3 separate regions of the Mus musculus genome follow, and regions 1 and 3 are each linked to region 2. A link is a contact called in public Hi-C data. All regions are on one chromosome and are shown on one strand. The core of a region is the stretch at or near the end of the contact, and the rest is flanking DNA. Distances in the headings are between cores, read along the strand shown.

What was found. A called contact is a pair of places that touch in the nucleus more often than the background predicts.
Region 1: a Hi-C map of peritoneal macrophages shows a contact between it and region 2, with 7 times the contacts expected there. The contact joins the promoter of 1110008P14Rik here to the promoter of BC005624 in region 2. A contact is called at or near these places in 2 of 39 promoter capture datasets (liver and pre-B cells), 1 of 484 Hi-C or Micro-C datasets (peritoneal macrophages), 1 of 115 datasets of contacts at active chromatin or transcription factors (astrocytes) and 2 of 9 other capture datasets (adipose tissue and liver).
Region 3: a contact with region 2 is called in a Hi-C map of B cells, with 7 read pairs. The contact joins the promoter of Naif1 here to the promoter of BC005624 in region 2. A contact is called at or near these places in 1 of 39 promoter capture datasets (pre-B cells), 1 of 484 Hi-C or Micro-C datasets (B cells) and 1 of 9 other capture datasets (adipose tissue).

The regions. Positions count from the first base shown.
Region 1 is chr2:32,380,624-32,384,092 of GRCm38.p6, reverse strand. It overlaps 1110008P14Rik (RIKEN cDNA 1110008P14 gene), which reads left to right and starts at 2,178. Exons shown (of 2, transcript NM_198001.2): 1 at 2,178-2,401. The coding sequence starts at 2,323.
Region 2 is chr2:30,980,446-30,983,798 of GRCm38.p6, reverse strand. BC005624 (cDNA sequence BC005624) reads left to right here and starts at 1,858. Exons shown (of 9, transcript NM_144885.2): 1 at 1,858-2,021; 2 at 2,257-2,316. The coding sequence starts at 1,939. It overlaps Usp20 (ubiquitin specific peptidase 20), which reads right to left and starts at 1,520. Exons shown (of 25, transcript NM_028846.5): 1 at 1,401-1,520.
Region 3 is chr2:32,449,115-32,452,363 of GRCm38.p6, reverse strand. Naif1 (nuclear apoptosis inducing factor 1) reads right to left here and starts at 1,907. Exons shown (of 2, transcript NM_194335.2): 1 at 1-1,907. Slc25a25 (solute carrier family 25 (mitochondrial carrier, phosphate carrier), member 25) reads left to right here and starts at 894. Exons shown (of 10, transcript NM_001164357.1): 1 at 894-1,297. The coding sequence starts at 1,040.

The sequences.
Region 1 (3,469 bases), core at 929-3,428, 1.4 Mb before region 2:
ACATTGGAAGAGCCTGGAGGGGCTAAGAGGTGCGGCCATGCCCAACTGGTCTGGATCCTGGGATTTCTGGGGGCCTGTAGCCAGGGCAGGAGGGTGCACAGATGTGGATAGTGGTTAGGCCTGTGTCATACTTGACAAGGTGCCACACCCACTGGTGACAGCTGTGGCCCCTCCATGTCAACCACAGGAAAGCCCTCCAATTTCCTTCCCCCATGCCAGGACCCCTGGGGTTCCAAATGAGCCCAGCCTTCCCACCTCACACACACATGCTGCCCTCTTCATCTTGGTTGAGAAGGGTGTGCTCAGGTGGAGGGCAATCCCATCTCAGTCCTGTCAGAGAGCTGTCAGTGAGGGATGGAGACTCCGTCTAGAGCCAGGAAGGTCTCAGGCTGAGAGGTGGATCTAAGACCTAGGTTAAAGACCAGCCAGGAAAGGAAGCTACACCCTACCTACTTCACTCTTGGGTTCCAATCTGAGCAGTGGATCTTCTTTCTTTTGAGTCCGAGTCCTGCTATTATGTATCCCTGACTGGTCTGGAACTCTGAACATAGAACAGACTGTCCTGGAACTCATAGAGATCTTCTGGACTCTGCTACCCAAATGCTGTGTGCCACAACCCCCTGATTCCTATTTATTTATTTTTATTTATATGGATGTTTTGCCTTCCTTTGTATGTGTGCAAACCATGTATATGCAGTTCTTATAGAGGCCAGGAGAAAGAGTTAGATCACTTGGAACTGAAGCAACACACAGTTATGAGCCACCATATGGGTGCTGGGAATTGAACCCAGATCCTTTAGAACAGCGCTCCTAACTGCCGAGCCAACTTTCCAGTTTTGCTTATTTATTTATTGTTTTTTTCCCTGTCTGTCTGCATATAAGTATACGCACATATGTTAAGTGCCTGAGGAGGCCAGAGACAAATGGATTTTCCCGGAACCGGTACTACAGGTGAGGATGAACTGCTGATGTGGATGCTGGAAATTGAACTGGGTCTCAGCGCACTGTGTGCTCTTAATTGCTGAGCTATCTTTCTAGCCTAGATCCAGTTTCTTCTGTTGGACCAAGGAAGTCAGCTTCCCATAGCCTCTTGCTGCTGTTGAGCTCTTCAAACTCTCCTGGCACAGACAGGGCTTTCTTCCCTCTTCCTGGCTAATGCAGACATGAGCTTCCCACTGGCACTGTAACAAGTTGCAGCATATACCAGTTGCAGAAGCTCACGTGTACTCTCTTCCAGTTCCAGATGCCCACGCTTGCAGTAGTTTCATGGTGTCCACAGGGCTGTGCTCCTTCTGGGATTTGAGGAAGAATCCTCTTTTCCTCACCCAGCTTTACTAAAGCCTGTATGCTGAGACCAGGCTGCACTCTGGAATAGTCACTGTGCCATGATGCCATGGTGGTCTCTGAGAGTTCCTGAGACACCACCCTGACACAGAGCTGGATCCCGGATTGCTCCTCTGGGTTCAATCCACAATTGGATGTTGACTCTGTACAGGTTTCTTTTCCCCTCCCAGTGGGCATGGAGTCAGGGGATGTGACCACTGGAGGTCTGTATCATGAAGCCTTCCATGATGGAGCGCCACCTTCCACGGCCCCCAGGAGCACCTACAGCAAAGTACACTAAGCCTTCCTTTTCTGTACTGGGAACCTGACACACACTTCCCATTCCTTTTCCAGCCCATGTCATATTTATTGGCGTGAATCAAACCGATTGGCTTCACATCTACTGTCCTGGGCTGGAATCTGGTCTCACCCGAAAAGTGTAGCCGTTGAGAGTCCTAAGAGAAGAGATGAGGCCAAGATTGGCTAAGATAGGACAGGGGTTGTGGATCATCTCGGCTGCATCAAGGGGAGATGGGAAGAAGGCTGATTCCTGGTGACTGGGGAGGAGAGGTGCTGATTCCGAACGCGTAGAGGGGCGGAAGCAGCAGGATGGAGCCTCAAACACATCCCAAGCACTAGCGGGCCAGGGTCTCCACTGCCCGACCTTGCTCCGCTGACAGCGGGTCACTGCGGCCGGGAGAGGGGCGGGGCTCGGAAGCGAGAGGAGGAGGAGCCCGAGAGGGGACGGGGCGGAGCCATGTTTGTGAGCGCGATAGAGCGCCCAAGCAAGGAGGGGGCGGAGCTTAAGGGCGTGGTTGCGCGGGGGCCTACGGGCTGGGCTTTGGGCGGGGCTCAGGGCGGGCCCCGGTGCGCCGCTGCGTTCCACGCTTCCGGCCCGGTGCTCAACCAGCTGCTCGCACCTTCCGCCCAGCGCCGGCTTTCCGCGCGACGATCGCCAAGTTCCATCTTCGCGTGGCCTCTGCGGCGCCCGAGCCCGCAATGTCGGGCCCCAACGGGGACCTAGGCATGCCGGTGGATGCGGGCACGGAAGGAGAGAATGACAGCTTCGGGGAAGCAGGTGACCTGGGGTGGGTTGGTGTTGCTGAGGCGACCTTTGCATTGCCGGGAGTACTGTCCGAGGGTCTGGAATCGGGCGGGGATGTGGGGCGTGGGAGGGACTAAGGAGATGTCTCACTCTGCCTGAGTGGCTCTGGAGTTGTCCCCACAGCCACCTCGGAGGCGATGGCGAGCAATAGCGAACGGAGCGCTGCAGTGCTGGAGAACTATCGCTAACCAGCCCTGCTGTCGCATAGGGAAACTGAGGCAGCTTCAGAGACGCTTGTGGGTTTGGGATTTGCTTCAGACACTTTCCTCGCTGAAGAGGGGGCGGGTCCTGCATGGCTCTGCAGGAGGTGTTGGCCGGGTGGGCGCCCCACTATGCTGAGTCAGCACCCCAGCCACCTGGTTTTGCTGGTGTGACCTGCTTATTGAGTACTGTGTTTGGGTGCACAGCACTGCAGAAGGACCTCAGGGGACTCATCAGCCCACATACTGTTTTTGCACGTTTGGGAACCTCAGTTTTCCCATCAGCAATATTGGGCACATTGGTGTCTTCTGTATTGAGGTGTAGTGGGATTTAAGGGGAAATGGGATAGAAATGGTGAGACTCCAGAGTACAATTTCCTTCTGAAAGCGGGTTTTTGTTTTTGTTTTGTTTTGTCTGAGTGTAGTCAAGTCTGGTGTGGTGCCTTACCTAGAGGGCAGGCAGGACTTTACTGTGCAATAAGGATGGGGTATGCTTTTGCTTTGTTATAAAAACTTTATTAAGCTGTAGGTCACACTGTAGGTTGTACCATTTAAAATGTACAGTTCTGCAGTTTCATATATTCACAGCATAGCCATTGTCACAACAGACTCAGAATATTTTCAGCACCTGGGTTCTGCTCTTTAATAAAGGTTGCCATCCACCTGGAGGTAGGCGGTGGGACACTAGTGTTGGGGAACAGTGACTGCTGGCAGCCATGGTGAACATAAGGGAATTTAGTGAGGAGGTGGCGTAACTCTGAGTGACACTGAGATGGTGGGGAGGAGGCTGTCCCAGGACATTAGCTAGGAAGTACCCTGGACATAGGTGGAACCTGCAGAC
Region 2 (3,353 bases), core at 609-3,108:
GATGGGAATGCAGATACAAACAAGGGACAACTTGTTTGTATCAGATGTCCCTCTCTGTATCTTCAAATGAGGAATGTCTCAAAATGCTCTTGACCTTGTGACTTTCCTTGGAGGCACCAGAGAGGCCCAGTACCCTAGAGGTTAAGGGGTAAGGCATGGTTAGGCAGGGAAATTAAGAGCCACCTCTGAGCCTGTGAGAATTGTACACCCAAGTCCCTGGATTCATGCAGCAGTTCCCAAGGTGCCTCTTTTTCAGCCAACAGAGACATGGTGTCCAATGACTGCCATCGACATCTGAAGATGGTTGATCTAATCTCCAGTGGGGTCAAGACTTTTGATACTTAATGCCTCTTTGATCAAAGCTAAAAGGCTGTTTCAAGACATCCCGAGTTTTCTCTTTGTCCCAGTCTAAGGGGAATATGACAACTTCAGAAAAAAAAATGTTCTGGAAAAAAGCCAAGGCATGGCAGACATGCCCTCCCTGCTTCAGAATAGTCTTCTGGAAAAAGTGTCCATCAGCCCCTCCCCCAGCCCATAAGCTGGCACACCAGCTGCAGCAGCAGCAGGGAAGACCCACAGAGGCCCGCTGTCCCTGAAGCACACCCTGCAGCTGTGAAAGCTCTGTCCCCAACCCAGCCTCACCTCCCAGCTGCAGAACTTGAAGTACGGGTTACTTCTCTTACGCCTCGGTAGCCTCGTTTTTTGAAAGAGAGACCCAACTGCATCTACTTCGTGGGATTTGATGGAAGGCTTCTAGAAGAGACTGCTTACCCCAGTGCCTGCCACAGTTAAGTGTCGAGTAAGAAGCGCTGTGCTCCAGAGGAAACTAGTAATTAAGGAGTCCCTAAAAGTCCCATGTGAGCTATTACGCATGCACTTATCCATCTTATAAGTGTTTATAGACACCTTTAAAAACTAACTACCGTCGCAACATCTCGGGGGTGTAAGGTGCTTATGGCAGAGCGACAGTCCTCCAGGCCAAACGAGTCCTCCCAAGCTCTCAAAGAGCAGTCCCTGGCCTCTGAACGTCAGTGGTACCTCTCCTAGGGACGAATGGCTGCAGGCCAACCTGGTATGGACAGTCAGCACCGGGACTGATATTCACCCCCGGCAAGGTGATCAGCTTTTGTGAGTGAGGAATAAATGTGCACGTCCGAGCCCTGGAGCCCGAGTGGCCTCCTGCTGGCCTTCCAAGCGACGTGCGGCCTGCTCAAAAGCCAGAGCCGTGGGGGTTCGGGGCGGGCACGGGAGTCGGTGATGGGATGATAGGCGGCGGGGACCTCTTACCAGGTCCTGGCCGCCCCGCAAAGCCAGGCCTCCCCTGCTCCCAGCGGCTGGACGATGATCCCCGCTCTAGCGGCCCAGCCCCCGGCAGCAGGCAGCAGCCGTCAGAAACTCACCTGCCGTCGCAACCGCGCCGCCTGTCAGTCAAGCTAGCCCACCGCGGCGCTGCCTAGAGTCTTGTGGCTCTGCCTGCCACGCCCCGCCTCCTCACCGTCAGACGTCCAATCGGGAGAGCCTATGCCAGGAGCGGGGGCGGTGTCACAGGTCACAGCCTACTAGAGGGCGGTACCGGGCACGCCGGAGGCGTGGCCGTGCGAGTGGTGAGTGCCCAAGCATGCCGGGAGTCGGGGGAGTGGCCGTGCTGCTGGGGTTTCACCGTGTGGTTCGAAGGCCGTCCTGTTGAGCGGTGAGCATGGTTACTCGATGGGCGTGGTCGAGGGTGTGGCCACGCGGCAATACCTGCCCTTGCTTTTCGGAGTTCGGAGTGGTTGCCTGCCCTGCTGAGGCGGGGCCCTACGGGCTTGGGGTGTGGCCTGGCAAGGCGGAGGCGGGTCTGAGTGCAGCCGACGCTCTGACGACACTTCTGCGCGCCGGAAGAGAGAGGTTCCCTGGACTACGCGTCTGGTAACGCAGCGCCAAGGGTCTGGTTCCGCTATGCGGATTACTGGGAAAACATTCCGCCGGCGCCGGGCTGACTCGGAGTCGGAGGAGGATGAACAAGAATCAGAGGAGGTTCGGTACGTGTTGCTGAGACAGGCTTGGGACTGGATACCGGCCAGCGCCACGCAGAGGCTCCTAGGGATAAGGCCACATCGCGGCTGGGAGAGGTGCCCCGGGGTCGCATGGGTCTGACTGCCGATGACCACTGGATCAGGGACTCGGCAAAGGGACATGTCCTTAGAACGGAGTTTGGCTTTTGAGTTCCGCAGGTCTCAACCTGTGCGTCACTTTTTATTCCTTTTTTTCCCCCAGGCTAAAACTGGAAGAAACCCGAGAGGTGCAGAACTTGCGGAAGAGGCCAAATGGGGTGAGGTGGGTACCACGGGGGTGGTCGCGGCGTCATTGATTTCCAGCTAAAACAAAAATTTCCAGCTAGGGTCGCAGTCACAAATCCCTCCTTTGACATACAGTTCTACTGATCATAGAGGGAACTAAGGTTCTTTATAAATGTTTGTCACATGCCCTGAACCTGATGGTCTATGGGTCTGCTCCAAGTCACTAACTGTAAATTTTAGCTGGACTGATGAATTGTGATTGACAACGTGTTAAGAGATAAGAATTTGGGAAACTTAGGTTAAAAAGTATAATAAATAAACAATAGCCTGGTTTGGTGCAATCCTATCACAGGGAGTTTGAGGGCAACCTAGGCTTCATAAGAAGAATAAAGAAAAAGAAAAAAACTTGAGGTAGAGAGACAGCATTTATAATAATATTTCCATTTATTTCCCACCTATTTCTTTTTTAGTTTATCCCATGCTTTTAAAGAGTTAAATCATCATATTACTGTGAGCCTCTGACCATGGTGTGTGTTTTCCAGAAAACCTTTTTAGAAGGCTGCGTCGTGTGCATTGCCAGGGGTGTGCACTATAACTTGCTACCAGATTGACTGGGATTGTGTGCTGCCTCACACCTAGACTCCCAGACTTGAGAAACTGAAACAGTGGGATTACCATGAGTTTGGTGCCAGCCGGGCCTGCAGAGTGAAACTGGTCTCAGCATCAACAAGGCCCATCCTAGTGCCATAGCACTGTAGTCCCAGCTGTGTGGGAAGATCACAGGTTTAAGGCCTGACTGAGCAACTATGAGACCTGGGTCATAAAGTAAACAAGAAATGGTGGGGATAGCTCAGTGCTGGTGTGCTTACTCAGTCCCTGTCAAGCCTTGGCTTCAGGTTTTAGGGTCATTTTGATAAATTTTCCTCTGGCATATGTCTTCTGATACAGATCCCTTGACTGGCAGAACCTTACTCTGTGATTTCCAGAATATCAAATGGCTTTGCAGGAGCGTGCGCCAACTGCTTCATTGCCTCTCACCCGACCCCCCATTTCACCATTCACAGCGAGCAGAGC
Region 3 (3,249 bases), core at 658-3,157, 1.5 Mb before region 2:
GCCTCGCCTCTCTTTCACTCCCACCCCCTTTAGGGGGACAGGCAGGGCTTGTTCAAGGCCAAGTACCAGGCCTTAAGTAACCCCCCTCGCTACGCAAAGTGCGTAGGGCCCAGCCCTGACCGGCCCGACCGCCGCCAGCCAGCTGCGTAATGGCTTCCTGAATCTGCCTCTTCCGCTGGGGTGTGCGGAGATCCGCCCACTTCCCTTCTTCCCGCCCCTCGGCACATCCCTGAGAAGCCCCGCCCTCCAGGTTTGGCGTGGCTCAAATATCTGGCCGATCACTGGCTCTCCAGGCCTGCCATTCCTCCTAGAGGACACACCTCTTTGCTAGAACTGGCCTGGTCATTGGTCTAAAGTCTTGTCTGTCGCTTCAGGATGTCCGCCCACACGGACATTATTCACTTCCATTGGAAAAGCAGACTGTCGTTCAGTTCGTGTCGCGACTATTACGTTGTAAAATTCAGTTGTTTTATTGGCAGTTTAGAAGACTCCTAAAGCTTAGCCTCCTGATTTTGATTCGTGTTCTCGGTTTCGAGTCGTCAGCCCGTTAAATTTTCATTTTATTCAATGGTGCTGTGTTTTCTAACTTCAGTCCACAGTTACCCTCATATACATTTCATTTCCACTGTTAGCTACGATCTCTCCTTACACAACGCTCCTCTCAGCCTCATCATTCCGCAGTCTAAATAGAGCTTCTGAATGGGAATTGGACACAAGGCTTTCTGCTTGCCTATTACCCAGCTTCAGCCAATCCCCGGCTCCCTCAGTTTGAATCGCCTTCGAGCTGGCACGGTGACTCCGCCCCCTCATTGATCCCGGAGCCGACATACCGGCCTATGATTGGTCGGCAGTGCGCCAGAGGGCGCGGTCAGCGCCTCTGCGCGCCGCGGGGCGGGGCTCCCGGAAGCGGCCCCTCCCTCCAGTCGGCCGGCTTCTCGGAGCCCGCGCTCGCTGTCTGAGGAAAGCCGGCGTGCTTCCGCGCTCGGGTCGCTCTCCTGCCGCCTTCAGCCCGGCGTCCGGCGCCCCCGCCTCGCGCCCGATGGTGAGCAGTGTGTTGTGCCGCTGCGTGGCCTCCCCGCCGCCGGACGCCGCCGCCACCGCCTCGTCGTCCGCCTCGTCGCCGGCTTCTGTAGGGGACCCGTGCGGCGGCGCCGTCTGTGGCGGCCCGGACCACCAGCTACGCCTGTGGAGCCTCTTCCAGACACTCGACGTCAACCGCGACGGCGGCCTGTGTGTCAACGACCTGGCGGTGGGGCTGCGGCGCCTGGGACTGCACCGCACGGAGGGCGAGCTCCGGGTAAGTCTGCGTGCGCCGTCCGCGCGGGCGGGGAGGATCCGGGAGGTCTTGAGGAGAGAGACCGACGCCAAGGGGACGGGTCGGGACCGCAGGACTTCTCGGGCTGCTTTCTGTAGCCTGTCAGGTTTCGACGGACGCTGCTAGAGCTGAGCGGAACCCCTGGTGTTGGGGGGGATAGTGTCCCTCCACTGACAGATGGAAAGGAAATTCACACCTTGTTAGTGTGGGGCTCCTCAGGTGGGAGATGGGGCCGTGAGAAAAGCTCGTCGTGGCTACAGATGGGCACCCTTGGGTCTCTTTGATGGACAGAAAGCCCCCTCTACTTCCCTCTAGATAGAAGGACAGATAGATCTCAAGATTGCCCTACGGACCTCAAGGCCAAGTTGGTGCCCATCCTCCCTCAACACCTAGGTTCCTATCCACCCATTCTCATTGGCACCCCTTGTCTGTCTGTCTGTCTCTCGCTCGCTCGCTCTTCTCCCCCCACTCTCGTTTCCATGCCACCGGTGCCTCTAATCTGGTTGCTCACAGAGACATGTGGGTGTTGGGGAAGAAAAAAATGGGAACTGGGGTTCTAGGCAGATCAGTGTGGATGTGGGTGATGAAGACTGAACAGTTCTTTCTCATGGCTTAGACCCAGCCCCCCACTGCTGTTTCAGAACACTGGGTCATGATCCCTTTGTCGAATTGGAGTGCGAATATGTTAAAGAATCTGAAGAAAGATTCTTTTTTTGTTTGTTCGGTTGGTTTTGGGGATTTTTTTTTTCTAGACAGTGTTTCTCAATGTAGTCCTGGCTGCCCTGGAACGCCCTCTGTAGACCAGGCTGGCCTCGGAATCAGAGATCCACCTGCCTCTGCCTCCTGAGTGCGCCGGGATTAAAGGCCTTTGCCACCATCGCTCAATTGGAACTTTTTTCAAAAAATGAAAGTTAGATACATCTAAGGATATTTGTTGGCTGGAAAGGGATGGGCCAAGACTGGGAGACAGGGGTGGAGAAATGGCCATTTCTGGGTCTGCAAGAAACAGAACTACTATCCTTCCTGCACAAGAAGCCCTGAGCAGTGGCTTTTTCTTCCCTTTCTGTTTCATGTTGGTTTTTCAGTTTGACTTTAACTGTGGCTTCCCTTTACCAAGTGTTTCATTATTGTGGCATAGACTGGCTTACAATCTGGGGTGATTCTAATGAGCAGTTTGCCTGATAACCAGTTTGTGGCCAAAATTAGTATTTGGTTCATTTGTATGTACAGTAATTACGAATTTCATAGCCAAATATGAAGAAAACCTGGTAAGGTGGCAGTGAATTATGCCAGTTTGTTACTTAGGTGGCCACATAAAGTGTCATGTCCAAGATAATCTTGGATCAACATCCAAGGTATTTAACCTACTTAGTATCAGCATAGGAAGCCCAAGGACAGCACCGAGCAAAGCAGAATCCTTGGGGTAAGCCCAGAGATTTAAAGATAAGGTTTCTCTCTGTAGCCAGGCTGGCCTTGGACTCACAATTCTCTTAGCTTAAAAACAAAACCAAAAAAATCCTTTTTTAAAAAAGCTAGTTTTAGTTGGGTGGTGGTGACAGTGGACTTTAATCTCAGTACCCAAGAGGCAGAAGCAGGTGGATCTCTGAAAGTTCGAGCTCAGCCTGGTCTACATGTCTACACAGAGAAACCCTGTCTCAAAACACCAAAAAAAAAAGAGAGAGAGAGAGAGAGAAAGAAAAAAGAAAGAAAGAAAAAGAGGAGGAGGGGGAGAGAAAGAGAGAAAAGAAAGTATAGTTTAATACAGAATAGTGTTATGAGCTGGATATTTCCCCATATATGTCTAATGAATAAGTCATTTTTTTCTGTCTGGTTTTATTTATTTATTTATTTATCCCCCCCCCCCCCCCCCCGCATCCCTCCCCTCAGACGGGGTTTCTCTGTGTAGCCCTGGCTGTCCTGGAACTCACTCTGTA